Linked DNA regions of Mus musculus: region 1 is linked to region 2. A link is a contact called in public HiChIP or PLAC-seq data. All regions are on one chromosome and are shown on one strand. The core of a region is the stretch at or near the end of the contact, and the rest is flanking DNA. Distances in the headings are between cores, read along the strand shown.

Region 1 (2,787 bases), core at 72-2,571, 830 kb before region 2:
ACTATGAAAAATATCAAGGGTATTATGAAAGGCATCTGAGTGCTTGGTGATTGGATGGCTAGATAGGGAGAGACGGGCATTTCAAACTTGACTCTGAGGGTTTGAGGCCAGGGGCAGGAAACAAAGCCAACACATTGTATATCTTTAAAAGTATTGAAAAAGCCAAAACCAAATAAAAATACGGAACAGAGACATATAATCTGCGGCATCTAAAATGTTTATGATCCCCCTCCACACACACACACACTTTAAACAAAGAGTTGCCATGCCCTGGCATGGCCTAAGGACCTTGGAAAACTGTGTTCTAGAGATAAGGCCGGGAGGGAGATTCTGAGTAGATGGAATACAGCACCTCACAGGAAGTCGCAGTGATGATTAAACCTAGGGCAAGGCCGGGATGCTGAATGATGCGTCAGTTGTGAGCCACACATTCATTTCAGAAATAACTGTTTGAATGTGAGCTTAGGGCACAAATAGATCTCACTGGAATCCTAGCTACCTGTGACCCTCACCAAATGACCAGGCTCTGGGTCTCAGCTTTCTCATCTGTGAAACTGGGACAATAATACTTTAAAGGTTAAATGCAGAGGTGCAGGGGACGTATTTGAACAGTGTCTGGCAAACACAATCACAGCCTTTATTATTATTAAACATGGAAAATTCTATCAGGAAACAATGGTTTGTTTGTGCGGGGAACATCTATTGGTCTTGCCATCATTAGTAGTGTATCAGTCTTGAAGTTATTAGAACTTAGGTGTCTGATCTTGGGACCAAACTTCTCTCACTATAATCTTGGTTAGGATTTTTTAAAAAAAGAATTAAAACAACAACAACAACAACAACAACAACAACAACAACAACAATAACAACATCAAAGCTTCCCTCTCTCCCAACCCATCCCAACCCAAACCAAAATAAATAACTCACACACAAAACCAATTTCTTTATTTTTTTCTTCAGTTCCTTTCCCCCCATGTGGTCACAAACAGATTGACTTCTCTTGAGCATTTGTTACAGCTGGGTCTCCTCCTCTCTTCTTTAAGAATCTCAAAAGTTTGAAGACTGATTCCATTTTGCTCCTTCCCTATTCCCAGAGTTTTTGAGTCTCAAGTGTCAAGTTTCCTCCGCCTGGCCTCCTTAGGCCGTTTCTCAACAGCATCATCAAATCAAATCTCTTCTGCAGCGTAGGCAGAGGTCGTTCCACCTCGGAAGCGTTTGTCCATGATTCTGCAAGCTTCAGTTCTGTCTTCCCACTAAGACTCTCTGAGAGCATGGAGCAGATCCCAGAATTTCTAATCCTCTCTGCAGCAAAGCCAGCCTCTTCCCACACTCCAAGAAACAGGAAAGGGGGAAAGCAGAATGTGGTCCTCACAGAAGCCTGGCCCTGGCCCCAGAGCCCTGTCTGTTCCTGTGATGTTCCACACCCTTGCTAGTTACTTACTGCCTCCCTGAGAGGCCATCGAGGGGAGAGAGCGATTAGGGTCATCAAGATAAGGCTTGAAATATTCAAACTGGAAGCAAAAAAAGGGCTGTTTTTCCAATAGTAAGCAATCAGGGAACAGGAGGATATAATTTGAAGATTAGGGAAGTGAACAAAGAACAGAAAATTAACTTTATAGCAACGAGGAGCACAGTCTGTTTGAAGAAATAAACCTCCGCAGAGCATTGTTGATAAAATCAGACTGTTGATTTAAACGAGGAAATATGAGCAAATCAGCTGGGGGTTTGGGCGATCTGTGGAAGTTGAGGGTGAAACTTTAGGCAAACCTGGAAAGCAGGTTTTCTGCATTCCAGAAACCTCATTCCTAAGTGAGAATGGATGAGCATGTGTGCATATATGGTAAGTGTGTGTGTGTGTGTGTGTGTGTGTGTGTGTGTGTGTGTGTGTGTGCATGCAAGTATGAATGTGTCTATGTAGATATGCATATGCATACATGTATCTAAGTGTATGTGTGTAAATGTGTATGTGTGTGCACATGCACATGTGTGTATGTGTATACATCAAGGGTATACAGAAGAGGGATGTATCTTACTGGGATGTTTAAATCATTTTCATCTGGGATTGTCTTTATTTAGAACGTGGCATTTACTACTAAGAACTAGGAAACACCAGCCTCCATTCCTGAAAAGACCAGCACTGACTTGTCTTCTGGAGCCAAAAAGTCTCAAGAGAAGCTGTGGTTCTCCAGGTGGCTAGAACAGGGCTTCTTCTCACTATACAGGGGAGGGCTGACCACATTAGGACAGGAGGCCTGTCTGCTATGGGGATGAAGAGATCCTTTTCTCTGCTGGAAGAAGCTCTGAGTTTCTCAGTGTTAAGTTTTCCTGGTCCAGCATTAGCTTTCATGAAGTGTTTGTTAAGAGCTTAGATTTCTCATGGTGGGAGATGCAGAGAGCATCCCTGAATATCAGAGTGGTGTGCCTCCTGCCTCTGTATCCCTTTCTCCTCCTTCTGTCGTGTTCTGGGACCTTGGAAATGTCAGTATGGGAACCCCTTCCTTCCTGCCTCTTGGTGCATTCAGAGGATGGGAGGCACTGTGCGCGAGTGAGCTTGAGGAGAGTGCGTGGTCCCCTCCTCCCCTGCCAGGTTGTAGGTGGGCTGGTGGCTTTCTCTACTAAAGGGAAGGGTTTCTCTATACTACAGCCACAGCTCAATAAAGCTCTCTCTCGACTCAGGAATCTAGCTTTGCCCCTTTAGGTATCAGAGCTTTGTGGTTCCCAGACACTAGAGCTTTTGGAAGTCCCCTTCCATCCTCTGTCTAGAATTCTGAATAGATATAAAGGATG
Region 2 (2,985 bases), core at 163-2,662:
TCAAACCCAACTTCAGGTCTTCCCATGCCCTCCAATGCAGTATCCCACTCGCTTTCAGTGACACAGTTGCTTCTTCTTCATGTGCCTACTGTTCTGGGACATTATTCATCTTCTTGTGTACAAAGAGGAAATGGCTTATGCTTGGTTTAAAACCCTGGAAAACACTCCCCCCAGAGCAATGACCAGTTTGTATCTTTCGAGCAGCTGAGATCAAAGTGATTTAAAATGTTTATTTTTAAAGTAAACCATTTACACCAATCTATGGGAAAAAAATTTTTTTTCTTTAAGACTTGTATTCGTCTTCGTTAAATCTTTACAGGCAGACCGAAATCACCTGGAGTATCTAAGGTGGCCTTATCAGGATGGTGGGACCTGTTTGATCCGGCGCTATCTCCATGTCATCTCCATAGGAAGTGGAAATAAGGCTGGGCAGGAAAATGCAAAAGACCAGACCTTGCTAGCCAGATGCACCTTGAGCCTGGTCCTCAAAGGATAGACGCCACATGGCTCTACCTGGAAAAAAAGTAAACAAACAAACAAAAAAACAAACAAAACAAAACAAAAAACCCCACAAAAACAAAAACAAACAAACAAACAAAAAAACCAGAATGGTGAAAGACACCGTTTCAGGGAATCTTTTACGAAGGTAACCTTTGTGACTCTCCAGCTTCTTTCCCCAAAGAAGGAATTCCTAACTTAAAATCCAGCTCTTAACACATTATAGCACATGCCACACAACAGTAGATAGGAAATTCCACAAGGCCCTTGGGGGAGGGGGAGCCCACTCCTCTCCTTTTCCCATCTGAAGGGTGATTTGAATTACATGGGGAGGGGGTCGCTTTATCTTCGGGAGGAGGGGCTTTCCCAGCCCCCTGGCTTTATTTCACATCTCAGGCACACAACGCTTCTTTTATGAAAACCCAGCTTAAATATTAATGTGTGTTTTCTTAAGGAAGTGGAAGGCAAATCAACTTCCTGGTAACCAGGGTATCTGATTTCTAAAATGGTCTAACGCTGATTGTCACAGGTCTGCCAGATGTGAGGGCTAAACCTCTGAAAAAAAAAAAAAAACGGAAAGGCAGGCTTTCATGCCCACTGCTGTGCGGGTCCCCACTGCTGTGAGGGTCCCACGCCTCCTGGAGTTACATCCTCTGCTGCTGTGTTTTTGTTAGCTCGCTGCCGGAAGTCCTCAACAGCCCAACTTGTTTTCTGATCCTTTAAGGACACTCCTAGCCCTCTGTCAGCCCTGAAATTGAGAGTGTGTTTGTGTTGGTAAGTGTGGTGGACTAATTAAAATAACGAGAGTTATCTTGAGCAGGGCCACTTGAACATAACGGGAAAGGAGGTTACCCAAGAGTTTGCTACAAAGCCTATTTTGAGTCAACCTTTGTTCTGTACACTCCTGTTACCTCCTGCATCCAGAAACAATGTCTTTTGTTACCAACTCCCCACCACCACCTCCCTTCTGGAAGGCTGGGTTTGTTTACTGACATTTTCAATACCAAGCAATACAAAGGGTATTTCCTTATATTAACTCCAAATGTCACCCCCCCCCCAAAAAAAAAAAAAGAAAAAGAAAAAAGAAAGAAAGGAAGAGGAAAGAAAAGAAAGGGAAAGAAAAGAAAAAGAAAAAATTTGCCTGTAAAGAAGCCTGTCTCACCAGATAAGATACCAGTAGTTCAGAATACACACACACACACACACACACACACACACACACACACACACACACACACACACACACAAAATCTTGCTCTTTGATTTGGACTTCATGGGTCTACCAGAACCTATGTTTCACCTTTTTTGCTATGTCATTTCAAAGCCACTGGCACTTCATTGCTTGGTCCAGAAGAGGATGGGCCACTTTTAGCTGCTGCTTTTAAAATGCTTACAATGAGCCAGATATGGTAACACAAGCCTTTAATCCCAGCACTCAGGAGGCAGAAACATATGGAGCTCTGTGAGTTCAAGGCCAGCCTGGCCTACAATCTGAGGAACTCCAGCTCTCTGTACTCAGAGGCTAAATTATGACCTGTGCCCCTTCAGTTCATATATAGAAGTTCTAACTGCTAGAGCCCTAAGTGTGAATGTATTTACAATAGTGTGTTTAAAGAAGTAATTAAAATAAACCAAGGTCATTAGAAGAGCCCTTATCTAGAATGGCTGTTGTCCATAATATATGAATAGGTCAGCAGATACCAGCACGGCAGAAAGAGACAATGCAAAGACACAAGAAGAAGATGGTGTCAGTTAACCAAGAAGGAGGTCCTCCGAGGAAGGCAGCCATGCTGACACCTTGACTCTGGCCTCCCAGATCTGTGAGGAAGTACACTTCTGGGGTTTAGGTAGTCCACCCTGTGGCACTTCCTTGTGACAGAGCCAGCTAGCACTTGGGTACCCTCAACAACTGATAAGCTTAAAAATAAGTCAGGGCTGGAAAGATGGCTCAGCAGAGAGTGGATAGTGTTCTTGCAGAAGACCTGAGTTCCCTTCAATCCTCTGGAAGTCTAGATCCAGAGGGACCTGATGCCGCTGGCTGCCAAAGGTGCCCACGTATAGTCATACATACACGTAATTCAAAATAATAAAAAATAAATCTTTTTTTTTACTTTAAAACAGACCTCTACGCTACCAGAGAATAATACATAGATAATAAATCAATTTTCAAAGAGATTTTACCCTATAAATATTCATTAAACACTGAGGCAAATCTAGAGAGCAGGGATGTGAACCAAACTGGGCATAACTTCTGTCCTCACTAAGCTTCCAGGCTGAAGGAAGAAGACAGACACTAGATAGACATGTAAGGAGCACAACATGAATACTCTATTAATTAACACTCCCTGATGGAGCCCAGCCCAGCATCAGAGAGTGACTATAGGGAGAGAGGGACTCACAGGGCCTCCTGTAGGGTGGGTTTGAACCATGAGGTCTAGGTAATGGGTAAGGAAGGCCCTCCAGACACAGCTCTAGCTCCAGAAGAGC

Evidence for each region. HiChIP or PLAC-seq counts read pairs in DNA pulled down with a chosen protein or histone mark.
Region 1: a contact with region 2 is called in an H3K27ac HiChIP or PLAC-seq map of large pre-B cells, with 14 times the contacts expected there. The contact joins two enhancer-like sites. A contact is called at or near these places in 1 of 15 datasets of contacts at CTCF or cohesin (large pre-B cells), 2 of 484 Hi-C or Micro-C datasets (cranial neural crest and pre-B cells), 1 of 115 datasets of contacts at active chromatin or transcription factors (large pre-B cells) and 1 of 9 other capture datasets (embryonic stem cells).

What each region holds. Positions count from the first base shown.
Region 1 is chr11:45,534,260-45,537,046 of GRCm38.p6, reverse strand. No RefSeq gene overlaps it. Among named protein-coding and RNA genes, the nearest start is that of Gm22284, 100 kb to the left of the region's middle. Within about 2 kb of position 1,321, at least 16 of the 459 cell types and tissues checked have an H3K27ac peak or open chromatin away from gene starts, as enhancers often do.
Region 2 is chr11:44,705,913-44,708,897 of GRCm38.p6, reverse strand. The region is part of intron 6 of Ebf1 (early B cell factor 1); the gene reads right to left. Among named protein-coding and RNA genes, the nearest start is that of Ebf1, 89 kb to the right of the region's middle. Within about 2 kb of position 1,412, at least 54 of the 459 cell types and tissues checked have an H3K27ac peak or open chromatin away from gene starts, as enhancers often do.